5 separate regions of the Mus musculus genome follow, and regions 1, 2, 3 and 5 are each linked to region 4. Evidence: chromatin contacts called from public HiChIP or PLAC-seq and promoter capture Hi-C data. All regions are on one chromosome and are shown on one strand. Each heading gives the region's core, a stretch centred on a gene start, on an enhancer-like site or on the middle of the called end of the contact. The rest is flanking DNA. Distances are from core to core; before and after follow the strand shown.

Evidence for each region. Promoter capture Hi-C pulls out the DNA fragments that hold promoters and counts their contacts. HiChIP or PLAC-seq counts read pairs in DNA pulled down with a chosen protein or histone mark. Capture Hi-C pulls out chosen DNA fragments and counts their contacts.
Region 1: a contact with region 4 is called in an H3K4me3 HiChIP or PLAC-seq map of stem cell-derived neural progenitor cells, with 5 times the contacts expected there. The contact joins the promoter of Dlg3 here to the promoter of Slc7a3 in region 4. A contact is called at or near these places in 12 of 39 promoter capture datasets (the 3T3-L1 cell line, 3T3-L1-derived adipocytes, the C10 cell line and 6 more), 4 of 484 Hi-C or Micro-C datasets (all in embryonic stem cells), 7 of 115 datasets of contacts at active chromatin or transcription factors (embryonic forebrain, embryonic stem cells, large pre-B cells and 1 more) and 4 of 9 other capture datasets (adipose tissue, embryonic stem cells, liver and 1 more).
Region 2: a promoter capture Hi-C map of pancreatic islet shows a contact between it and region 4. The contact joins the promoter of Gdpd2 here to the promoter of Slc7a3 in region 4. A contact is called at or near these places in 3 of 39 promoter capture datasets (the C10 cell line, embryonic stem cells and liver), 1 of 115 datasets of contacts at active chromatin or transcription factors (embryonic stem cells) and 3 of 9 other capture datasets (adipose tissue, embryonic stem cells and pancreatic islet).
Region 3: a promoter capture Hi-C map of embryonic stem cells shows a contact between it and region 4, with 4 times the contacts expected there. The contact joins the promoter of Nono here to the promoter of Slc7a3 in region 4. A contact is called at or near these places in 5 of 39 promoter capture datasets (cranial neural crest, embryonic stem cells and stem cell-derived epiblast-like cells), 2 of 484 Hi-C or Micro-C datasets (both in embryonic stem cells) and 4 of 115 datasets of contacts at active chromatin or transcription factors (all in embryonic stem cells).
Region 5: a contact with region 4 is called in an H3K27ac HiChIP or PLAC-seq map of embryonic stem cells, with 10 read pairs. The contact joins the enhancer-like site here to the promoter of Slc7a3 in region 4. A contact is called at or near these places in 10 of 39 promoter capture datasets (the 3T3-L1 cell line, the C10 cell line, the HPC-7 cell line and 7 more), 6 of 115 datasets of contacts at active chromatin or transcription factors (all in embryonic stem cells) and 1 of 9 other capture datasets (adipose tissue).

Annotation. Positions count from the first base shown.
Region 1 is chrX:100,764,534-100,769,260 of GRCm38.p6, reverse strand. It overlaps Dlg3 (discs large MAGUK scaffold protein 3), which reads right to left and starts at 1,539. Exons shown (of 21, transcript NM_016747.4): 1 at 833-1,539. The coding sequence starts at 1,189.
Region 2 is chrX:100,726,958-100,731,943 of GRCm38.p6, reverse strand. It overlaps Gdpd2 (glycerophosphodiester phosphodiesterase domain containing 2), which reads right to left and starts at 2,097. Exons shown (of 16, transcript NM_023608.4): 1 at 1,749-2,097. Gm52438 (a long non-coding RNA gene) reads left to right here and starts at 2,776. Exons shown (of 3, transcript XR_003953096.1): 1 at 2,776-3,187. Kif4 (kinesin family member 4) reads right to left here. Exons shown (of 30, transcript NM_008446.2): 30 at 4,673-4,986.
Region 3 is chrX:101,426,054-101,431,414 of GRCm38.p6, reverse strand. It overlaps Nono (non-POU-domain-containing, octamer binding protein), which reads right to left and starts at 1,764. Exons shown (of 12, transcript NM_023144.2): 1 at 1,653-1,764; 2 at 863-922.
Region 4 is chrX:101,083,324-101,088,645 of GRCm38.p6, reverse strand. It overlaps Slc7a3 (solute carrier family 7 (cationic amino acid transporter, y+ system), member 3), which reads left to right and starts at 3,241. Exons shown (of 12, transcript NM_001301840.1): 1 at 3,241-3,374; 2 at 4,372-4,775. The coding sequence starts at 4,406.
Region 5 is chrX:101,480,564-101,485,244 of GRCm38.p6, reverse strand. No RefSeq gene overlaps it. Among named protein-coding and RNA genes, the nearest start is that of Itgb1bp2, 34 kb to the right of the region's middle. Within about 2 kb of position 3,419, at least 10 of the 459 cell types and tissues checked have an H3K27ac peak or open chromatin away from gene starts, as enhancers often do. A contact at or near this core is called in embryonic stem cells, where this site is marked.

The DNA of each region.
Region 1 (4,727 bases), core at 290-2,789, 320 kb after region 4:
TTGGACAAAAGAGTCTGTCCTTCTCAGCAGCATCTCAGCCTTGCTTGGGATGTGTCTTGCCCCCCCCCCTTTTGCCTGTTAAGCGCTTCTCATCAGGGACAACACACACACACACACACACACACACACACACACACGTGTACACTCTTGAAGCCACATGCTTACACACATATACATGGAGACACCCTCGGGCGAACACAGCTATCCCTGCAGCCTCATCGACAGAGACACCTTCACATTCAGAGACACATCCTCACATATCCATGTGCACGTTCACACACAAAGGGACTGGGATGGAGAGGGACTCATGGTATGGAGAGATGACGCTCAGCCATCTGGGCACATGGGTTCTGATACATACATTCACACAAGCTCCATTGCTTTCTTCCACACACCCCAACATACATACAAACACATATGTCCCCCCCACGCAGAGCACCATGCCCCCTCCTCCCCTCCTATGGAGACACACACCACATACAACCCCCGCAGAACCTCCCGCCCCCTGCCAGACACAGAGACACTGCCACCCCCCCGCCCTGCACTGAGACAAACCCAAATCCCCCACACTAGAAAAATGTGCCCCTCCGCCATACCATCACCCCCTGATACAAACAGCTCCTCCCAATCCCCTCCAAACGGAGACCCCCTAAACAGACACACATAGAAGATGTATTTTCAACAGTCTCTCTTTGGTCAGCTGCTAAAGGCTCAGATCCATAGACTTGGAGCCCCAGCAACCTCTACTGCTCCCCAGACTTCCTAGACCCCAATCCCTAGTCCTTTGGGTTGTCCCACCAGCCTCCCCTCCTCCTCATCTGCCGGTCCTTACCTGCTCATACCAGTCCCGGTTGGTACAGGTGCACTCGGGCCACCAGCCGGGGCCACTGCCGTTGAGTTTTGGGGTGCTCTTGCCGGGGACTGGCTTAGGGGGCACTGGCCCCACATCTCGGCCTGTGGGGATGAGCTTGGCCTTGGTGCGAGGGGTGGGGGTAGCCCCTGCCTGTGAAGGCAGGGTCTGCGAGCTGTAGCCTCCATAACCGGAGCTAGCCCCATTGCCCCCACTTGGCCCATAGGGGTCCGGCACCTGCCAGTCCCCGTAGCCAGGAGGCTCAAGACGCCGCAGGGCGGCCAGGCGGGTCACCTCATAGCACTCGGGGCACTTACAGCAGTGCTGGTGCTTGTGCATGGCACTGCCCCCCGCGGCTCGGACCCCCCAGCCCACGCCAGTTTCCACGCCGCCGCCGCCGCCGCCGGGCTCCCTAGCACACTCGCACTGCTCAGACCAAGAAGGAGGGGGCACCCGTGGGGGTGCCCTGGCTGAGCGGGGCCTGGGGCCGGGCGGGCGTCCTGGGGCCTCTGCCCCCACGCTGCCCCGCACCCATGGCTCCCCCTCCAGCACTGGCGGCTCCGTGTCGCCCGTTGTGGCTTCTGGGCCGAGGCCCAGCGGCAAAGAAGAATCGGGCGCCCAGGCAAAGGCTAGGTGCGGCGAGAACCTCTTCTGCTCAGGTCCCCAGGATGGATCTGAGTGGAGTCAAGAGCATCTCTCCCTGGCTCCCTTCTCAATTGATTCCAGCCAATCAGAGCGCAGAGTCAGGCAGCGGCAGCGGCAGCAGCAGGAATGCTAAACAGCGGCTTCTTAAAGGAGCAGAAGCAGAGGCGCCCCCCCACCCCCCGGACTCAGACACATCTCCCCTATTCTGTGGAGTTACTGGCAACCCTAGTCTAGGTGGCTGAGATTTGGGCCACTAGAGAGCTGAAGAGTATGATCCTGCGATCCTGTGTTCTCGTGTTGCCAATTTCAGGCTGTCTTCTGCCCGCTCCACCCCGCCCCACTGGCAAGAGGGAGTTGCAGTGAGATGCTCAATGGGTCCCTAAGCTTGCTCTAAGCTAGGGCCATCAGAAGTAAAGGCAGCAATAGAACCGATCAAAGGGGCATCTGGACAGGGTGCGCGAAGTGCTGCCTCCTGCAGGGGACCAAGGAAAAGGGCAGCATCCAGGTCTGTCAGCGCATCCTCATCAGGACCATTGTTCTTTCATTTCCTAGGCCCTGTAATGAGTATCTCTCACAGTCGACCTTTCTTACATCACCAGTGAGAGACTAACCTCAGAACCGGCAACGAGAGAAAACTATTTATGCCTGCCTCCGACACTTCTGCCTCCACTCCATGGTTATGTTAGGGAAAAGAGGCTTGAAATGTTACGAGGAAAGGGAGTTCGGGTACAAGGAAGTGGTAAGAAAAGATCTAAAGTGAAAGAAGCCAATTCTTTGGTTCTGGCACAGCACCCAGGAATCCCGATTGAAGGAGGTCTCCTTGACTTCTCCTCGCTCACGCTGTTGGAAGGTGGGGAAAGGGTAATCATAAGACAGAAAGAATCTTTTTTTTTTTTTGAGACAGAGTGATCATCCTGCCTCAACTACTTGATTGGTGATATTACAGGTGCCACCCAGGCTAGCTTTTTGTTTCTGTCCTTGTTTTATCTTTAGCAGACAATGACTGAATCGTTACAAAGTCTGAGGTGCAAACAAAAGTCTCTATCAAGGCAGTACTAAAGGTACCTCCATTCTACCAATAAGAACTGTAAGCTCAGCGGTGCTAACACAACTAGGTAGCATAACTGAGAGATGAAAGTTCTTGCCATTTGACTGGAACCCATGCTCTAAACTACTCAGATAAGCACTGTGCTCTAAGTTCTGCAGATTTTAGGTCTCCGTTTCATTTAACAGACATTAATTGAGCACTTACCCGGTGTAAAGCCATCACATGGGTGTTGTGAATAGAGACTTGGGCTTAATTCAACAGATGTTCATGCCAAACACTGTTCTAGAATATAGTAATAGAACAATACGATATACAACAAACAGACCCAGTCCCTGAGAGGATGTAGACAAACGTAAGTGCAACAAAGAACAGAAAACCATATAGTTATGGTAACTAGCCATGGTTGTCAACTTCAGTAGAATTAGAATCACCTAGAAGATACGCATTGGGCATATCTGTGAGGGCATTTCAAGTGCGGATGAACAGACCTTCAGTGGGAGTGGCATCTTCCAATGGGTCACCCAGATACAGAGAGGTCTGAGTAAAATGCAGCAAGCCTATGCCTGCTTTCACTTCCTTTACAAAAATTATTTGTAGACTTGTTTCATTTTCTGTGTACTAGTGTTTTACCTGCATGTATGTATTTGAGCCATTTGCGTGCAGTTCTGGCAGAGGCCAGTAGGGCGTGTCAGATCCTCAGATATTGAAGTTACAGATAGTTGTCCCTCAGAACCAAATTTGGGTCTTCTGCAAGAACAACGAGTGCTCTTAGCTACTGAGCCATCCCTTTATTCCCTCTTCTCTTCCTTTTGACTGCACGTATCACTGCTGTTGCCATTATTGGCCGCCACCAGACTTTATCCAAGTGAACTTAACACCAGTGACTTTTCAGTGACTCTCCAGGCTTTTGACACTGGATTGGGTCTGCTGAAATGTCTTTTTTTTTTTTTTTTTGGACTGAGCAGCTACCACATTCCATGCCTTGCCAGTGTACAGACAGCCATTGTTGGACTGCTAGTTTCCCTATCATGTAAGCCAATCCAATAAGCCCACATATAATATGTATACATTCTATTGGTTCTATTCATTTACAGAGACCTGTCTACTGCAGATTTTGGTACTACAAGCAGTTCTAGAGAAAGACGTGATTTCTGCACGTCTCTCATTTGATTACTTATATCGAAAGTTACTAAACATCTTCCCGATGGTATGGAGAGCACTGACAGACAATCCATGGTGTGAACTGTTTAAAGAAATATGCACGAACTTAGGAAATTAGTCTGAACAGGTGAGAGGGTGCGCCAGAGAACCTGACAGCCTCTGGAACAGGCAGAAGCACAGAGGGGCTGAGGCAGCACCCTGTGTGGGCCGGGGACAGCCGGCCACCTTCCGGACCGGAGGACAGGTGCCCGCCCGGCTGGGGAGGCGACCTAAGCCACAGCAGCAGCGGTCGCCATCTTGGTCCGGGACCCGCCGAACTTAGGAAATTAGTCTGAACAGGTGAGAGGGTGCGCCAGAGAACCTGACAGCTTCTGGAACAGGCAGAAGCACAGAGGAGCTGAGGCAGCACCCTGTGTGGGCCGGGGACAGCCGGCCACCTTCCGGACCGGAGGACAGGTGCCCACCCGGCTGGGGAGGCGGCCTAAGCCACAGCAGCAGCGGTCGCCATCTTGGTCCCGGGACTCCAAGGAACTTAGGAATTTAGTCTGCTTAGGTGAGAGTCTGTACCACCTGGGAACTGCCAAAGCAACACAGTGTCTGAGAAAGGTCCTGTTTTGGGCCTTCTTCTTCGGCCAGGAGGAGGTCCAAATACAAGATATCTGCGCACCTTCCCTGTAAGAGAGCTTGCCAGCAGAGAGTGCTCTGAGCACTGAAACTCAGAGGAGAGAATCTGTCTCCCAGGTCTGCTGATAGACGGTAACAGAATCACCAGAAGAACAATCTCTAAACAGAGTCAACTATAACTACTAACTCCAGAGATTACCAGATGGCGAAAGGTAAACGGAGGAATCTTACTAACAGGAACCAAGACCACTCACCATCACCAGAACCCAGCACACCCACTTCGCCCAGTCCAGGGAACCCCAACACACCTGAGAACCTAGACCTAGATTTAAAAGCATATCTCATGATGATGGTAGAGGACATCAAGAAGGACTTTAATAAATCACTTAAAGAAATACA
Region 2 (4,986 bases), core at 848-3,347, 360 kb after region 4:
GCTGTCACAGAGCAGACCCGGAGCTCTGGAGTTCATGAGGTGACAAATTCTAAACCCAGAAAAGAGGAACCGTTTCTGGAGTTGCCCCTTATTTTTGATACCTGGGAGGTCAGTGGCCCAGCCTTTTTGTAGGCGTCATATGTGTACCCACTCTCTCCAGATCCTTCCTATTTAATGACATCCAAAGCTGGCTTTGGAGTGCTTGCCCAGAGTAACTTAGGAGAAATTGCCTCAGGGTGGGGCAAACTCAGTTCGGCAAGTTAAGGCAGATCTGCCTGAGCTTGAGGCAGCCTGGTGCTGTCTTGCACCCCAGAAAGCAGGAGTCAACCTGAAGCTGAGGTTCTCATTCTGACCCCAGGCTGAGAGAGACACAGCCAGTTGACTAGTTGCTATGGATACGGGATTGAACAAACCACAAAGCCCCTGACTAAAAGATTCTCTGTGTCCACTTCTCAGGGGTTAGGGGCACTGTAAAATAGAAGACTTGAGGGGAGCAGGCTGCCTGGATCACTGCCTTCTAAAGGAACCTCATTCCTGTCTGCACAGTCCAGAAAATCCAAGTCTCCCCCCCGCCCCCACAACCTAGCCTTATCATTTCCTTCCCAGACATCATATACAGTCACCCTCCACCCCAAATAGAAACCCAACTCCCACCTTCCCCGTCCCAGAGGCCCCACCCTCTGAGCTATCCTTAAAGTACATTAAGCACACAGGGCAAAGGTGCATGTGTGCGTGTCTGCTTGTGCGTGTCTGTAGCGGGGGGGGGGGGTGGTGGCGGCGGCAGGGGAATTGTTCTGGAGCAGGGTATTCCTGTGCCTTGTGGTTCTCAGTACGGCTGAGACTAAGCAGATCTACAAACCAGACTGGGCTTGTGAGTGTGATTCTACTTGAGAGGGTGTGCAGTTTGCAGCAGGTGAGAAGTCTACTACTGAACTACCAACGTAAGCAATAAGCAGGGTGTGACTGTGGGTCATGTATCAGCAGATGAACATGTGTGTGCACTAGTGGACTTGTGGCTCCCAGTAAAATGGGTTTCAAAATGACTATGTAAAGGAGCCTCTGGATAATCTCTCTCTCTCTCTTTCTCTGCTCTCTCTCCTCTCTCTCTCTCTCTCTCTCCCTCTCTGCTCTCCCTCTTTCTCTCCTCTCTGCTCTCTCTCTCCCTCTCTCCCTCTATGCTCTCCCTCTTTCTCTCCTCTCTGCTCTCTCTCTCTCTTCTCTCTCTCTCTCTCTCTCTCTCTCTCTCTCTCTCTCTCTCTCATCTAACTGTCCTGTACAAAGGAACGGTGTCGCTTTTTCACTCTGTGTGAGAGCTCTTGCAAGAACGCAAGGTGTGTCTGCTCTTAAAGATGCCCCCTTAATAAATTCTCCTTAGGAAAGGAGGGTCCCGTCTAGGTAGTGGAGGGGTGGGAGCTGGGTCCCTTCCCACTATACTGACTGGTCAACCCAAAGAGAGGCCCCTGCTTCTCCCCATCCCGGAACTGGGCTACAGTATCCTGCCCTGAGCACCAATCCACATCCCTTGCTTCGTCTAGGGTCATACCCGGGCACCCCAGATTTCCAGAGTCCTACCTCCCTCAAGAGTTGCCTGGAAGATGGAATCAGGATCTGGCCAGTCTGAAAGACCCGGAGCAGGGAATCTGACAGGGGTGCTGCATAGCCCCCTGGGCTCCATCCCTCCCGGCTTGAGCCGCTCTTTGCTTCCCGGCTCCCCAGCGGTAGCCCCCAGCCTTCCCGAGCCCTCACACCTTTTACACAGTGAGCAAGCAAGCCCGCAGCTCTGCCTCCCAGCTCCTCTCCGAGTTGTCTGCCTCCTCCCTCTTGCAGTCCCTGGCTCAGCCTCACTGGTCAAACAGGTGTCACTGTTGCCACCTACAGGAAGAAGTGTGGGTCCTCTTGGAAGGCCGGGAGAGGCGCTATGGCTCGAGCACAGTCATGGTGGGAAGATGAGCGAGTGAGCTAGCTGGAGAGGAGGTCGGCTTCTTTACTCTCTGGAGCTGGCAGTCAGGGGGCTTGGTGTGAGGAATTCCTTTGTGCAGCCTTCCCCATCCCTCTGTCCCTCCTCCTGTTCCCCTCCCAGTCACTGCCTGAGGGCTTTGTCCTGGCTCTAGGAGGCCAGGACTGAGGGCATAGGAGGGAGGGAAGCTGGGGGAGGTGACCACACAATTTTGCAACTTGGCAGCGAGGAGAAGGGGCCCTGCCAGTCCCCTAGAAACTCTTGAGTGGATAAGGAAGTCTAACCTCAAGCTTCCTAGGAGTACAACTTCCAATCATTAGCTTCCCTTTCCTCTTGGGCTATTTATACTTCTGCAAGTTCCATCGATGTGATGCTATTGAAGTGACTTTATGAACTCTAGGCAGTAAGATGCCCCATTTCTGGACCAGGAGTCCCTGTGGATGTATTCAATAGCCCTCACCGCACCACCCATCAGGTGCTCATTCAGGATATCAGGCTCGCTGTCTTGTTTATCAAGCACTGAATGGCTTCAGGAGTGTATAGTGTATTAGGGTACCAGGCTTTTGGAAGATGAACATGTACAAAAGAAGCAGGTGGCCTAGCAAGCTGTGGTCAGCTTAGTATAAAAAGTACAGGATTGCATGGGAGCTGTGTTGATGGACAGCTCTTGGATTGGGGCTGATGAAGTGACTTGGGGTCTGTGTGTGAGCACTATGGAGGGTGGGAAAGGATGACTCCTTACAGATAAGCTGGCTTCCCCTCCCCCTCCACACACTCAATTTTATCCAGTGAGGGAGACTGGCTCTCTTCTGCCAGGAGCTGGTTCCCTCCCTCTCAGCTTTCCCATTGTATCCAGAGGCTCTATTTGGCAATGACAGAGATTCTCTAACTCTCTCAGAATTAAAATGCAAAGAGGAGCAAGGCTGCTTGCTGGCAGGAAGCCAGGGAGGGCCAGCGGGTCACCTAGTCCTCCACTGGGAGTCATTCTTGGCAGGTTGTTTTTCAATTTCCTTTGCTTGGGTTGTGGTGGATTCTAGAGTCTTGTTTTCTTGTACGTGGGGATGGTTTGAGAGCCTTTTGGGGGTGGTGGGGTGGGGACAGCATTCGATATGCATGGATGAGCCTCAAGGCTTGCAAACTCCCAAAAGGTTTCAAATATAGCCTGTATGAGGTACTGCATGGCTGGCCCCCCTTCTGGCTTCTAACTGGAGACAAGAAATCTGGCATAAGGTAAGGAATAATCCTTGTCCCCCCCCCCCCACTTCCTTTTTAAGGGAGAAAGCAAGGGGGCAGTAGTTTTGTTCTGTAAACGGAAAAGCATTAGTAGGATTGCAGGGCACTAGAAAGAACTATATGGTAAATGTAACTGGCTTCTGTTCCCAGCTCTAATATTCACTGACATTGTAACTCTATATAACCACCTCTTTGTACCACGGTACTATCTCTGTTAGATATTTAATGTTCCCCAAGGGCTTGTGTGTTCACAGCTTGTTCCCTGGCCTGTGGTACAATTTGGGAGGTTGGGGAAAACTTTATAGCGAGGTAGGTTCTCGTGGAGTGTCTGTCTTTTGTATACTGGAGAGTATGCTCTCGAAGGCTGGTGATGGGACCCAGATCCTTCCACTATTTTCTCCCATCCTGCTCCATCGTACTTCTGTCATGATCTAATATGGGTTTCTAAGCATGGCCCAGGGCCTCCAAAACCATGAGCTAAATTAAACACATTCTCCAGTCAACTCCATCTCTCAAGTATTTGCTATTGTATGGTAAAGCAGACACTTGATTTTCTTATATGCAAAGTACAGGCTAAGGACCTTGAACATTTTTTTAAAAAGATTTGTTTACTATGTTGTACTGGCTAGTTTTGTGTCAACTTGACACAGCTGGAGTTATCACAGAGAAAGGAGCTTCAGTTGAGGAAATGCCTCCATGAGATCCATCTGTAAGGCACTTTCTCAATTAGTGATTAAGGGGGAAAGACCCCTTGTGGGTGGGACCATCTCTGGGCTGGTAGTCTTGGTTCTATAACTGAGCAGGCTGGGCAAGCCAGGGGAAGCAAGCCAGTAAGTAACATCCCTCCATGGCCTCTGCATCAGCTCCTGCTTCCTGACCTGCTTGAGTTCCAGTCCTGACTTCCTTGGTGATGAACTGCAGTATGGAAGTATAGGCCGAATAAACCCTTTCTGCCCCAACTTGCTTCTTGGTCATGATGTTTGTGCAGGAATAGAAACCCTGACTAAGACATATGTATACAGTGTTCTAACTACATATATGCCTGTAAGCCAGAAGTGGGCATCAGATCCCATTACGGATGGTCATGAGCCACCATGTGGTTTCTGGGAATTGAACTCAGGACCCCTGGAAGAGTACCCACTGCTCTTAACCGCGGAGCCATGTCTCTAGCCTAAGCATCTTTTTGTTGAGAAGCAAACACAGTTCTGGCAGGCATATGGGGAAGGGGATGCTCACGAAATGTGTAGAAACTAGCTTTGTCAGGGTCCTTCATGCTCCTAAAGCAGCAGTAGGGAGCTGGGTCAGGGTGTAGCTCAGTGATAGAATGTTTGCCTGGCATGTCTGTGAGCCCCTTTGCTCAGTCCCTATCCCTGTAAACAAAACAAACCACCAAACAAAACACTAGGCAGCCTTCCCAGAAAAAGGAAGGATGTGTATTTGTGGGGAAACTGAAATGGATCTCTTTAAGACTTCCCAGGGGATGAAGAAAACATGTTGGAATTTTATTTCTTCCTCTAGCATAGAAGGATCTCCTTCAACTAGTAGATGAACTAAGGTTTATTTATTTTCTTAACATTTTTAAAATGTGACATTCACTTCAGTAACACGTGTGACAGACAGTTGAAGGGTTTGTCAAGTCTGGCGTTGGAATGGAGCAGGAAAGCTCCCTGCCCAATTCATGAGGTGTGGTGAGGGAGTCGAGCCAGGTCTCCATCCTACTCGAGACTCTTCCATTAAGCTGATGTGATCATGAAAGAAGAACATGTCGGCCTTAGTTCCATGAAGAGACAATTCAA
Region 3 (5,361 bases), core at 515-3,014, 340 kb before region 4:
GTGTAGCCTTGGTTGTCCTGGAACTCAGAAATCCACCTGCCTCTGCCTCCTGAGTGCATGGATAACGTGTAACAACCAAATTTATTTTATTTGTTTTTGAATAAAAATCCCCATGGTGACAGATTTCAAAATCTTTCCCTTCCATGTAGTCTTCTCCATAAGTTTCCATTTACCAAGGAAGGTTAGCACTGCCCAAAGAATCTAAATTACCACTGTATACACAGCAAGTACCAAGCATGAAAGAAATGTTCCTATGTTAAATGCAATAATATAATTTTGCAGAAATAAACTTACCAAACCCTAACTACAGAGATCAGCAGTTAGGATTTCTGTCTCCTATCACGTCCTAAGATTAACCACAATGAAAGAGACTATAGCTACTGTGTGTGATATACCTGCAGACATGTTCAGGACCATATTAATCACAGGTATCTGAAATCTAAATCAAGGTCCTCTCAATTTTAGAAGAGTCAAATTACTAAATGAAAAACTGCTAGAGAAATCCAGTGTGAACTTGCTAGGCTGATATGGTTGCCTGGTGGGCGACTGTTAAAGCTGTAGAATACAATCACGGTAAAGGCGGCTGAGTTTCTTAGGACTTTTTATTTAAAAAACAATGAAGTGGACAAACATAAATTTAAGCACTAACCCCTATTAGAACAGCCATAATTAGGGGTTATAAAAACAAAACAACAACAAAAAAAAAAACCCACACCACTCAGTCACATTTTAGTTTCAGATTCTAAAAACGGTTTAGCTTAAATAACATGAAAAGTGCCCCCCAAATTAATTTCTCATCTGTAAAATCTGTATTAGTTAAGCATCCTGCACTTTACCTGATGACCCTACCTCCTGCACCTACCTTGACTTGGATTTGAACACAGCAAAGTGTCTGCCTCGCAGTCCTCACTAACCTCGACTGCTGTTAAAAACACAAAGAAAGGTGTCAGCTTACAGTAAGACGTCCGCAAAGTGAAAAATACTCGAAAGTAATGCCACAGAAAGCAACATTTTTTTTTAATTTAGAAAAGCGATGCCTACAAATGCCTAGGAAAAGCTTAAGGAGCAAGGGGTTCGGAAAAAAGGCGCGCGCGCGCGCGCGTGCAAGGGTGGGGTGGAGGGTGTTTCATGAACTTAGCACCAAAAGCCAAGGGGTCTGAACTAGCAAACTTCCCACTTTCGTTTCAAATAACAAAACAACAACAACAAAAAATCCATAGCTCCAGGGGCCCCACAGGCCCTCTAGGAATTAATGGCCTTGAAAGGCTAGGGAGGAGCATCCGACAAAGCAAAGCGCCTCCTCCTCTAACCTCGACTTCAGGGCCTTAGTATAATAGACCCCACACCCTGTGGCCCAGGGCGTTCAAGAAGCCAACAACTTAGGGCCACTAAAATTGGGGGTGAGCAGCACAAAGAGTCTGGGCAAGGAAGCAAGAAAAGCATTGGCTAATGCCCGCGGCGGGGAGCAGGGAGCGCTCTGGCCCCCATGGGTGGGCTGCGAAGGCCTTGTGCGGAGGGGGAAAGGCCTCCCGGGCCTTCGGAACCCATAGCCCGTGTGCAAACTCGGCCTCGCCCCAACCCCTCCCTTTCCAGAGTGTCGCAGGAAGCCCCACCGCATCCCTAAGCAACCAAAGAGCCATCCCCAAACTCACCCTCTGGCCACAGTTCTTTGCTCGGAGTATGGGCGACGCTGCACGGCCTCCACCGTCCCGAGAAAAGAGCGCGCGACCGCCGGAAACGAGCCGACGGAGCTCGGTACCTCCCGAGGGGGGGGGGGGTCAATTTTGGATTCCCGATTGGCTATGTGAACTGCCAGTCAAAGTTTATCTCCCGAGAAAGTCTCATTAGTCCGCCATTTCTTAACGTTTATTGGCTACCGACTGTCAAAGCCTTGGGTTCGTGTGAACGACAGATGGGGACAAAGAGCGAGGCTTCGTAGCTTATGCGCATGCACTAGAGGCGCCGAGCACAAGACGGAAAAGGAAGGGGGAGGGGGAGCCAGCAGTGGAAGGTAGGGGGTCGGAAGGAGAGGCTCACCCGGCCCTACGGAAGGACTGAAAACCTAGCGGTGGGAGGAGGAGAGAAGAGAACTTGTGCGAGAGGAAGATCGGAGCGAAAAGGGGGGAAAATGTGCACGTAGGCGTGTGCTGAGAATTTATGCACTGCGCCTGTGCAAAATTAAGACTAACAATGTCATTGTATTCTATGTGGTAGAGCTAGCCGTTTGCTACTGAAAAAAAAAAATGTGCCCCGCCATGTTTCTTTTTTTCCACACTTCCTCAAAGCGTCTACCCTGACACCCTATACAGTTTTAGTTTCCTTTCTCAGTGCTGGGTATGTTTGGGAAGTGTAACTGAAATGGACATGATTGTAGAAACAGGCAGGAGGGCAAACGATTTTGACACTTTAAGCTCAGTGATTACCCAGAACTGTGACTAGCACCATTTCCATAGTAACCAGAGAACCCGATAGGCCAAACAGACTAAGGTTCCCATCGCAGAGAGACTCAACAGGTTGGTCGGCGGTGCCTGAACCAGTATGTTGGAGGTCTTCACATCAGACCTACTCTTTATCCCATAGGAGGCCTATCAGGTAATAATAACCTTCGTTATTCCATAATGCCTAGCTCTCCCAGGCGGTTAACCAAGGATTACAAGGTTCAATAGATAGGCACCAGTAGTTAATCCTCAGTAATTAATTCATACTCCTGATGGCAGATTATCTCAATAGGCATTACCTATACCTTGTATGGGGATACAATGATATGGAACTGTGCTGTCTAATAAGCCTCTTACAATGTTGGGAAGGTTCTGTGGCACCATTCAATACAGTAGTAGAGACTAGCTATATTCTACCCAATCCACCCCGTTTGCGTGTGCGTGTGCATCAACATATGGCTACAACTTACTATAGTGGGTATATTTATCCCAATGGTTCCCAAATTCTTTGAGATAAGATAGCACATTATTATGAAAAAAGAAAATGGGGGGGATCAAGATCAGATAATGCCCTTCAGTATGAAGTTTCAGCCCTACTACTGATCTCCTATATCCACTATCCAATTATGACAGCTGTTTACTACGTATGACTGTCACAATCAAACAGAAATGATTAAGCCTTTAACTTCTGTACTCAGGAGGCTGAAAAAGGAGCCTCCTTGCCCAGAAGGCCACCCTGGACTACACAGTGAGTAGCAAGGTATCCAGTACCTAAGACTCTGTCTCAACACAAAACAATAACAACAAAATTACACATACATGTATATGTATACATGATTTAAAAGGTGAATACTTTCTAAACCATGACCCTTTCTGTTTTCAAAAAAGATTTAATGGGGACTGGAGAGATGGCTCAGCAGTAAAGAGTGCTGACTGTTCTTCCAGAGGACTAGGGTACCTACCCCAGCTCCCATTGGTGGCTGGCTGGGACTCCAGTTTCCAGGAGATCTGACGCCCTCTTCTGGCTTCTGATGGTAATACATGCATGTAGTCCACAGACACATGGACTGTTTTAATTATTTTATGTGTGTATTTTGTCTGCATGTATGTAAGTGCATGTAGTGCCTAAGGAGGACAGAAGACAATGGTGGATCCCTAGAACTGGAGTTACAGATAGCCACCATGCAAGTTTGGGAATCCAACCTAGGTCCAGTGCTCTTAACCTCTGAGCTATCCCTGAAGCCCCAGCTGTGACTTTTTGTATGCAATGATTTTCTTGGAAAAAATAGTAACACGGGGCCTGGAAAGATGGCTTAGGAGTTAAGAGCACGTACTGCTTTTGCAGAGGAGCTGCTTACATTCCTAGCAGACACATGGCAGTTCACAACTATTTGTAACTAGTTTCAGGGCATCTAACACCTCTTCTGACCTCTTCAGGCTCCTGCAGGCTTGCGATCCACAACATACATATATTCAGGCATAACCCAGTTGTGGTGTATGTCTTTAATCCCAACACTTGGGAGGCAGAGGTAGACAGTCTCTCAGTTTGAGGCCAGCCTAGTCTCAGAGTGAGTTCCAGAACAGTCAGGACCTACAGAGAAACTCTGCCTTAAAAAACAAACCAACCAGACTAGACCACCAACCAAGGAGTATACCTAAAGGGATCTTTGGCTCCAGATACATATGTAGCAGAGGATGGGAGGCCCTTGATCCCAGGGAGATTTGATATCCCAGAGTATGGGGATGCTGGAGTGGTGTGGCAGGGAGAGTGTGGGTGGGTAGGGGAGGACCCTCATAAAAGGGAGGGGGAAGGCAGATGTGGGATGGTGGGTTGGTGGAGAAGGTAACCAGGAAGTTGGATACCATTTGAGATGTAAACTAATGGAATGATTAATAATAATAAAAGAAAAAACAAACAACCTCAGATACATGCTTAAGTATGCACACACATGCTTCAATAAAATAAACATTAAAAAAAAACTTTAGCAATGGTGAATGCCTCTAATCCTAGTACTTGGGAAGCAGAAGTAGGCAGATCTCTGAGTTCAAGGCCAGCCTGGCCTACAGATGGAGTTCTAGAACAGCCAGGACTATACTGAGAATCCCTATCTCAAAACAGACAAACAAAACTAGCAAAGTTGGGAGGCTGAGGGGGCTGGAGAGATGGCTCAGTGCTTAAGAGCACTGACTGTACTTCCAGAGGTCCTGAGTTCAAATCCCAACAACCCACATGGTGGCTCACAACCATCTGTAATGAGATCTGACACCCTCTTCTGGTAGCTGTCTGAAGACAGCTACAGTGTACTTAGATATAATAATAGATAAATCTTTTAAAAAAACCTGCAAAAAATAGTTGGGAGGCTGAGGAAGGAGGCTCTTCAGTTTGAGGCTAGATTTGGATACATAATGAAACTATTGTTTTGTTTTTTAAAGCTGGGCTTGGTGGCTCCTGTTTTTAATCTCAGCATTCACTCAGGAGTCAGAGGCAGGAGGATCTCTGTGAGTTTGAGGCCAGCCTGGTCTAAATAGTGAATTTCAGGCCAGCCATAGTGAGACTGTCTCAAAACAATAATAAAAGAAGACAAAATATCAGGGCCAATAAGATAACTTAGCAAATAAAGGTACTTGCCACTGCCCTGACAATTGAATTCAATCCCTGAGACCCACATGTTGAAATGTGCTGTGGCATTGCATACCCACAAATATACACATATATATACATACACATACATACACATAAATATATTAGAAAATTCTTTCTTTTTTTTAAATTAGGTATTTTCCTCATTTACATTTCCAATGCTATACCAAAAGTCCCCCATACCCTCCCCCCACTCCCCTCCTCACCCACTCCCACTTTTTGGCCCTGGCGTTCCCCTGTACTGGGACATATAAAGTTTGCAAGTCCAATGGGCCTCTCTTT
Region 4 (5,322 bases), core at 1,992-4,491:
TTTGACTATAGTTAAACCCTACTGAGTTGTATTCTTTAAAAGGGTGATTTTTTTTCCCAAGTCTGAACACGGTAAAACAGGCAGGAGGAGTTCAAGATTATCCTGAACTACATAGAGAATTCTAGACTAGCCTGGGCTATGCAAAACCCTGTCGCAATAAAACAAAAATAAAATAAAAATAAAAGCATGGATTTTGATGGTCACAGTGGTGCACACTTGTAATCTTGATACTTGGAAGATGGAGGCAGGATGATCAAGAGTTATATACAGTTTGGGTTACATGAGACTGTCTCAAAGAAGGATGAACTTCGACATACACATTCTCCCTATAATTTCATCATTTGCAATAAGTTATACACATTTATTATTATTATTATTCAGTCCAAATTCCAGGTACCCAGTTCCTAAAGTCCTTGGAATGTCAGAAATGATAAGTATCTTTTTGTATGCTAATGATGACAGTTGGCTGGGGTTCCAGGATAGCTTCCAGATGGGGGGTTGGTTGCCAGGGGAACCAACTTGTGATTTAAAGGGTTTCAGAAATTATTTGTTTACCGTCTAGTGCATTTAAGATACTTCATAAGCCTGGAGGGGGACATCTATTATTAACAAGCATTATTTTCCAGTGCTTCCAAACATTGCACTTGCTAGATCTTTACACTCCCCTGACCTCATGCATCTTTGGAGGCCTACAGCTCCGCTATCCCTCCTCATTCCTCAAGGCTCTGCTTCAGCCCTTGCAATTCTTTCTCCCAAATGCCTTACAAATGAAGCCTCCCTTAGTCATCCCAGTCTGTACTACTTGTCTGACTATCTATCAGTTTGCCAATGAATCTCATGACCTAAGCAGTCACTGAGTTTAAGCAGCTGAACTGTTGTTGTAGACACTAATATATATTACTTTGAATCTGGGTCAGATTTTCATTGACTATCCCACTGTGCCAGATAGGAAGACCTGACTTCATACTGCTACTTAAGCAGCCCACCAACCCTTTGAAACACACTTATTATATCTACAAATGATAGGTGATTTATGCAAGGCCACAGTGGCTGGCTGAGCTGGGAATTTGACCTAGTTGTAATTTCATATACTGCACCCTTGGAGGAACCTCCCTCTCCCCACTCTGACACACGTGCCAGCCCCAAAGGCTTACCGGAGAGCCCTGGCAAGCCCAGAGAGAGAAGATTCTCAGATCCGGTTCAGTGAGGCTGACTTCAGTCGAGTTGGGTTGGGTGTGCTTCAATGCCGCAGCTCAGGGTCCTTGCAAGCCAAGTGCCCCTTATATTCAGCGGGAGGAGAAGCCAGTAACGTCATAGGATCCCAGCCCCAAGCCCTCTCCCTACACATGACACACAACAAAATATACATACTGAAGAGTTGAAAATCACTAGCAACCTGTTAGGTTCATAAACACTTGGGTCATAAACACTTGGTCCTTGAGCCTCAGCCAATCCCGGAAGATACCTTACCTTTCCTGGATCAATCATAATGTTCCAACGACCCGTGTGGAATGTCTCAAAGCCCCAGGAGCGTTGCCTAAGGAGCCTCTAATTGTGCTGTGGAGGTTTTCTTTCTCAGATTAGACCATTAAAGACTAGGAGTAAATGTGTTTGCTCCCACCCCCACCTCTGAGGCATTGAATTCAGCACTCAACCACTAAGCCAGATCTCCATCGGTCCCAAGGATTTTACTCGTGTTTCTTTGGTAGACGTAGCTTTATAGCAGCTCTTTAACAAGTGCATTCTTTTCTTAAGTTTCTACAATCTTCTGCGGTTTCCTAGGAATTCCTAGCCTAAAAAGGACCTACTTCATGCATGAGCTTCACACTTCCTCTTTCTTGTGCATTTGAATGAAGTATAGTACCTATGGGAGGCCAGACCTTAAAACAACAGGCCAGGTTTTATCAGAATGAATGGTGACTCAATGCTAAGTCTGATGCTCCAAACTTCAGCTTAGTCATCAGCAAAATGGAATTAAAAGGGTGGGGCTGCAGCTCATTGGTATAATCTTGGCACTGGGGAGACCTACAGGATTGATCCCCATCACTATCAATTTTAAAAAGTTTCGCTCCTTCAATATTTAAATATTCATAATTTCATATTTAATATTAATAGGCAGGTGGAGAGATGCTACAAATACATTGTGGCCTAGGAATCTACTCGGGGTTAATGATCGGTGTACAGGTGGTTTGAAACTGTCTTCCATTTTCTTGCTGTCTGTATTAGAGAGTGAGAGCAGAGGCAGCAGTCGGGGCTGTTGATAGTCTTGCAAGGTCCTGAAGGATTTCATGCAGACAAACGTGCTCAGGGAGAAGACACAGTGAGATGGAGACTTGGTGCTATTTGCCCCTCCAGCCTTCACACAAACCCAATTCTCTTTATTCACTCCCCTCCCCAGTGCTGCGAATGTTTGCTGATTCTGACTAATCTTGCATAAAGGTAGAAAATACCCATGGGATCTGTGGTCAGGAAGCTTTTAATTGTCTTTTGACCACCAGAGAGGCAAATGGTTAAAGGCTATCCCTCTTTTCTCACTCCCGGCCATGCCCTGCTTGTTTTTTTTGGTTGGGAAGCAGTCTCAGGCCAAAAGCGACCAATGTTGCAAAGCCATGTGACTGGTGACTGACGGTGTGCGTGTGCGTGTGTGTGCGTGTGTGTGTGCCCGCGTGTACACAAGCGAGTGTGTTGGTATTGAAAGACCCCCGAAGGGAGACCCTCACTCAAGTCTCGGGAACGTCGCGCACCCAGTGGGACACAGAGACCGGACTTTGTGATCACACGAGGAATTTTTATTGAAAGCGAGACAGAACGAGAGCTCAGGCCAGCATGCTGGGGTCGAGACTCATACACCAAGCAAGGAGTAGAGGAGTTTCGACCCCGGCCTGAAATTTTACAGAGCTTATAAAGGCAAAAACCACAAACCAGGGGGAGGAAAAGGGGAAATTTTAAAACCATAAATTTTCTTAACAGCTAGGTGATGTGCTACCTTAGGCAACGCTCCTGGGGCTTTGAGACATTCCACACGGGTCGTTGGAACATTATGATTGATCCAGGAAAGGTAAGGTATCTTCCGGGATTGGCTGAGGCTCAAGGACCAAGTGTTTATGACCCAAGTGTTTATGAACCTAACAGGTTGCTAGTGATTTTCAACTCTTCAGTATGTATATTGTGTTGTGTGTCATGTGTAGGGAGAGGGCTTAGGGCTGGGATCCCATGACGTTACTGGCTCCTCCTCCCGGTGAATATAAGGGGCGCTTGGCTTGCAAGGACCCTGAGCTGCGGCATTGAAGCACACCCAACCCAACTCGACTGAAGTCAGCCTCACTGAACCGGATCTGAGAATCTTCTCTCTCTGGGCTTGCCAGGGCTCTCCGGTAAGCCTTTGGGGCTGGCACGTGTGTCAGAGTGGGGAGAGGGAGGCTCCTCTTTTACCTAGGCTTTTCAGGCAACCAGGGCTTGCAATTGCATCAGCGCAACTGTGACCTGTTGCTGGTAAGACCCTAGCCCAGGAGCCAGGGCTCCCTAGCTCCAGCGCATTTCCAGATTGTTTTTCTTCATGGAGCCATAAAAATCTAGATGCTGAGTCTAGGGCCACCGGGCGGGACCCCTAATCGGCCGAGAGGGAAGTGCTAGCGATCTCGGGCTGGTTTTGCCCCCCACCCCCCAGGCGCATCTCCCAATTTCAGAGACCGAAGCCCCGCCTCACTGCTGGTGCTCACTGGTCATCGTAGCCTAGCCGGAGGAGGTGGGGAACATTTGCTTTCTCCGAGGGCAAAGAAGGCTCAGGTGGATCGCCGGGGCTTGGTGAGAAGGGATAAGATTGAGGTCAGTCCCCTCTTCCAGGCGTAGCCACGTCTCTGAAGCTCTCTGGGCGCTCACTAAAAGGGATGTGGGTAATGGGTGTAAAAAAAAAAGGGTTCTTTCAGAGTTGCCCCGAGTTGAGTTCCGCTTGATTCACCAGGAGCCATAGGCCGGGGAAACAGAAATGTTAGGTTTCAAGGCTGCTGGGCTGGGCTCTAGGGTAAATCCCATAGGTTCTTGGGCAGGAAAAGAAGAAACCTAATGTCCTAGCACTTACTAAAGGCCAACCACTGTGCTATACAGAGCTTTCTCTAGCCTTTTCTGAAATGGGTCCTTCCACCTGCCTGGGAGACACTGTAATCCCCACTTGCATTATTATTGTAATTCCTACTTGCATATGAAGAAATGGTAATTAGAGGTGGAAGTGGCTTGCTTTCTCCTCTTCTGCCCAACCCCCTTTGTCCCTGTAACTCATTCACCTGGTGGAGGGAGTGGGTTTTGTAATTCACTTTTGGAGCTTGTGGGGGACAATGAGACCCATTGAAGGGCTTTTGTCTTGTTTTTCACCAGAACCTAGCTAGCATCCTCTTCAATTCCAACTAGAATGCTGTGGCAGGCACTTCGAAGATTTGGTCAAAAGCTGGTGCGGAGACGTGTGTTGGAGCTGGGTATGGGTGAGACCCGCCTTGCCAGATGCCTGAGCACCCTCGACTTAGTGGCTCTGGGTGTGGGCAGCACATTAGGTGCAGGTGTGTATGTCCTGGCTGGAGAGGTGGCCAAAGATAAAGCAGGACCATCCATTGTGATCTGCTTTTTGGTGGCTGCTCTGTCCTCTGTGTTGGCTGGACTGTGTTATGCTGAATTTGGTGCCCGGGTCCCCGGCTCTGGTTCTGCATATCTCTACAGTTATGTCACCGTAGGTGAACTCTGGGCCTTCACCACCGGCTGGAATCTCATTCTCTCCTACGTCATTGGTGAGATAGATGCTTGGGGTAGGATGGGAGGGATGGATGATTACACAAATAGCAGAGGGATTATGGATCCAGAAATCCGAGTGCAATTTCAGTGAAGTCTAAATTGTCTTTATTTTTCCTAGTATCTCAATACTTCTAGATGTCTGTTTGTTTGTTTATTTATTTATTTATTTGGGGTAGGGGTATAGGGAGGGTTTGAAGGTGCAGTACAATTGTTCACCTCCGTCTGGTGTTCATTCATTAAGATGTTAGTTAGGGTCTTTAAAATTAATAACAGGAGCTGGGTCTAGAGTTGTACACCTATAATTCCAGCACTCAGAGGCTAAGGTAGGAGGATCAAGAGTTTGTTAAGTCTGAGGCCAGGCTAGGCCTGAGCTACATAGAGAGAACTGTCAAACACACACACACACACACACACACACACACACACACACACACACACACAGAGTAAGGTGGGTAATTATGGCAGGAATCTGTGAGGCAGATGTATAGGAGGGAGGGAATTTGATCTTATAATATTCCTGAGTATTGGGGTTAAGGTAGAAAA
Region 5 (4,681 bases), core at 2,170-4,669, 400 kb before region 4:
AAACAACAAAACCAAACAAAAACCAAACCAAACCACTTACTGTTCTTGCAGAGAACCTAGGTCTGGTTCCCAGCACCCTGCCTCTGCTCCCAAGTGCTGGGATTAAAGGTGTGAGTATAGCCACACCTGTACCCTCAGCACTGGGAGTGAAGTCAGGAGAATCCCTGAGGCTTGTTGGCAGCCAGTCTAACTCTAGCTTCGGTGACAAAGCTTGATTCAAGGGAGTAAGTGATGAGTAATAGAACAGGACAACCAATGGCATCTGCACAAACATGGGTACATAAATACACACAAATGACCACAATGATGACGATAATCAAGAATAGGGCTAGCACCAGGCATGGTGGCGCACGCCTTTAATCCCAGCACTTGGGAGGCAGAGGCAGGTGGATTTCTGAGTTCGAGGTCAGCCTGGTCTACAGAGTGAGTTCCAGGACAGCCAGGGCTACACAGAGAAACCCTGTCTCAAAAAAACCAAAACCAAACCAAAACAAACTTTGGGCTAGAGAGATGCTCTTCCAGAAGTCCTGAGTTCAATTCCCAGCAACCACATGGTGGCTCACAACCATCTGCAATAGGATCTGATGCCCTCTTCTGGTGTCTCTGAAGACAGTGATAGTGTACTCATATAAATAAAATAAATACATAAATATTTAAAAATGATTAACAAACCTCATAACATACAGAATATAACAGAGTATGTGGTCAGCATGACCCTGCTCTGAGTCAAGTTATTTTTCTGTGTCAGTGACTGGCAGGCATATTACAGCAGAACAAGATGGTTACAGCTAGGATAGGTGGGCAGGCCTCAGCACAAACAGATAGATAAATAGACAGACAGACAGACAGATAGATGGATGGATTGACAGACAAATGGAATTAAAACACAAGAACTGACTGGACAGTGGCTCAGCATTAAAGAGCACTGGCTGCTCTTTAGAGGACCTTGCTTTGATTCCCAGTACCCATATGGTTGGTTGCTCACAACCATCTGTAACTCCAGTCTCAGAGAATCTGACATCATCATCTGGCTTCAACAGGCATGCTTGCACATTGTTCACAGACTGCATGCAGACAAGACTCCTGAACACATAAAAATAAAAGAAAATAATTAAAGCTTAGGTTTGACTCCCAGAAGTATAATAATAGCAACAAAAATTAACTGCAGATCAGATCAGTAGCGTGTACCTGCCACATACTCAGGAGACTGAGACAGGAGAATTGCAAACTTGAGACCAAACTGTAGAACTTAGTGAGATGTTAGGGATGTTTTGTGCATTGTGTATTCAATTGCTGATTTCTGTACCCAGAGATCTAGTTGCAGTCAGTAATTTGGTATTATTATTATGAGGCACCCCCAGACTCAGTATTTTGTAAAACATTTTTCTCTATCCCCTGATTGGTCAAATAAAGAGCTCAACAGCCTATAGCTGAGCAGGAGAGGAAAAGGCAGCACTTCTGTGCTTAGAGAAAGGAAGAGGGTCTCAGGTAAGACCAAATGAAGGAGGGGGACTAAGATGACAGGTAAGGGACCATGCAGCTGGGAAGTTGGCTAGCTTAGAATAGTGCCAGCTATAGTGCTAGCTTATTCATAAATATAAAGGTCTCCTTGCCAAAGCAAGGATGGGCATAGAAAAGCCTCTTACTTTTACAGTGAGGACCTGTCTCTCTCTCTCTCTCTCTCTTTTTTTTTTTTTTTTTTTTTTTTTTTTTTTTTTGGTTTTTTGAGACAGGGTTTCTCTGTATAGCCTTGGCTGTCCTGGAACTCACTTTGTAGACCAGGCTGGCCTCGAACTCAGAAATCCACCTGCCTCTGCCTCCCAAGTGCTGGGATCAAAGGCATGCACCACCACCGCCCTGCTTGAGGACCTGTATTGAAATAAAAAAGGGACCGGTAATGTAGCTCAGTGGTAGAGTGCAGGGCCTTGGGTTCACTTTCCAGTATTGAAAAAGATCAAATGGTAGCCAGGTGAGATGATGTTCACTCGGACATTCAGAAGACTATGGCACAATTTCTTGGGCCAGTCAGGGCCAAATATCTTTTTCTTGTTTTTAATGTTTTTTTAAAAAAGATTTATTTTATGAATGTGAGTACACTGTTGCTGTCTTCAGACACACCAGAAGAGGGCATCAGATCCCATTACAGATGGTTGTGAGCCACCATATGATGGCTGGGATTTGAACTCAGAACCTCTGGAAGAACAGTCAGTGCTTTTAACTGCTGAGCCATTCTCCAGCCCCCATTTTTAATGTTTTAAAACAAAAAAATTCTCACATTCATTTAGTGTGTGTGTATGTATGTATGTATGTATGTATGTATGTGTGTGTGCACACACATATGTCTACATTTGTGTTTCCACATACAGTGCACATGTTGAAGTCAGAGGGTAACATGTAGATTCTGTGTATCAAACACAGGTACTCAGACTTGGCAGGAAATGAACCAATATCCACTGAACCATCTCCCTGGCTCTGTTTTTATATGTTAGCATTACTTTGTTTTGTTTTTGAGACACGGTCTTACTATGTAGCTGTGGCTGACTAGAAACACAAAGCAATATTCCTGCCTCAGCCTCCCAAGTGCTAGGATTATAGTGTACAACCCTATGGTCACCTAGCTCAAATCCAGGCTCTGTATATACAAAAGTCTGTGTATATGTATGTTTGGTGGTATATGTTTACATAGGTTTGTGTATAGGATACACATACATGTGGAAGTTTTCCCCTATTGCCTTACACCTTTTCTTTGAGACAGGATTTCTCACTGAACCTGAAGCTCACTGATTGAACTAAACTGTCTGGCCAGTGAGCGAGCCCCAGGGATACAGAGATCTGTAACTCCAGCCTAGCAATGGGGCTCCAGATATATGGTGCTATCGCCAGCTTTACGCAGGTACATTTGACCCAGAGAACCATCTCCCTAGATCACAGATCCAGTTTCTTTTCTTTTCTTTTTTTCTTTTGAGACAGGTTCTCTTTGCATAGCCCTGGCTGTCCCAGAACTAGCTCTATAGACAAGGTTGGACTCAAATCCATAGAGATCCACCTGCCTCTGTCTCCCAAGTGCAGGAATTAAAGGGGTGTGCCATCATTGCCTGGCTGGATCCAGTTTCTTTTTTAAAGTGTGAATGCATTTCTATTACTGGCAGTGAAAATTACAAAAGCCAGGGGATCTGCTAGCCTCTTCTGGCTTACATGGGAACTTCAGGCACATAGGGCAGATACAGAGATGCAGGTATACATACATACACATGTAATATATATTAAAAAGATGCCTCATCATAGATTGAAAGGTAGTGTATAATGCCAAGTTCTGCTTGGTCATACGTAAGGGACTGCATTGCATGACTTGGTTCCTGTCCCTGGAACAGAGCAGCAGGACCCAGAACGATCCAGACCAGACAGGCAGATTCCTGAGTTCAAGGTCAGCCTAGGTCGAGGCGTGGTTGGAATGGTAATTCCAGGGCTAGGTCCCACTGAGCTCTCTAATTGTCTGTGTTTCGGTTGCTGTCTCTTCTTAACAATCAAGGGGCTAAGGTCATGGAATGCTGATTCCTGGGATGGTCAAGAGGGAACCTGGAATAAATAACCGGATTGATATGTATTTGAAAACTGGGCTTTTAGTCTGTGTTGGGATGAGCTAGCAGAAAGTGACGGCAGTTCCTGTTTAGAATTTGTTTCTGTAGAAAGCTGAGGTATCTGGGAAGCTCTGCAAACACGGTTCTTCACTATTTTTTTTTATAACAGAATGTCTGATTTTGGTCAGAAAAATCCATGGACAGCAAGCACAGCTCTTTTAGAATTTTTCAAAGCTCTTTTAGAATTTTTTTCTAATAGGATTTCTGACCTCAAATTCCAAGAATTACTTAGAGAGCTCTTTCAGAAGGTTTGCTAGCAGCTATCCAGAGAAGGCTGTCTGAAGACTGAACACAGATCTTTTAGAATGTTTTCTGGCTTTCTGATTTTGATTGGAAAACCCAAGAATTATGTTTAGAATTTTTCTAACAGGATTTCTTAATTGGTCCGAAGATTCAATTTTTTTTTCCTTTTTTGGTTTTTCGAGACAGGGTTTCTCTGTATAGCCCTGGCTGTCCTGGAACTCACTTTGTAGACCAGGCTGGCTTCAAACTCAGAAATCTGCCTGCCTCTGCCTCCCAAGTGCTGGGATTAAAGGTGAGCATCACCTCCACCTGGCAAAAGCCTGCTTTCTTATAGAACCCAGGACCACCAACCTAGGGATGGCACTACCCACAATAGGTTGGGCTATCTCCCATGGATAACTAATTGAAAAACCACCTTACAGTTGGATCTCATGGAGACATTTCCTCAACTGAGGCTCCTTCCTCTCTAACTTGTATCAAGTTGATAGAAAACTATCCAGTATACCCTGTCTCAAAAACATGTTGTTATAAAACCCACCCTAATAATAATACAGGGTCCAAAGGAACCGCAAGTAGACAACATACTACTAAAACAATAAAAACCAAAGAATGTTCAGAGGACTTACTTATGGATTTCAAAACTCACTGCAAAGCTTGAGTAATGAAAACTGTGGTCCTGATGCTGGGGATGTAGCACCTGTCAGTGATACAGTGTTTTGCATGTGACAAATCCATGCTACTAAAGCACTCCATCACTGTGCTACACTCTCAGGCCTCCTAACCATTTGAAAATGTACAGT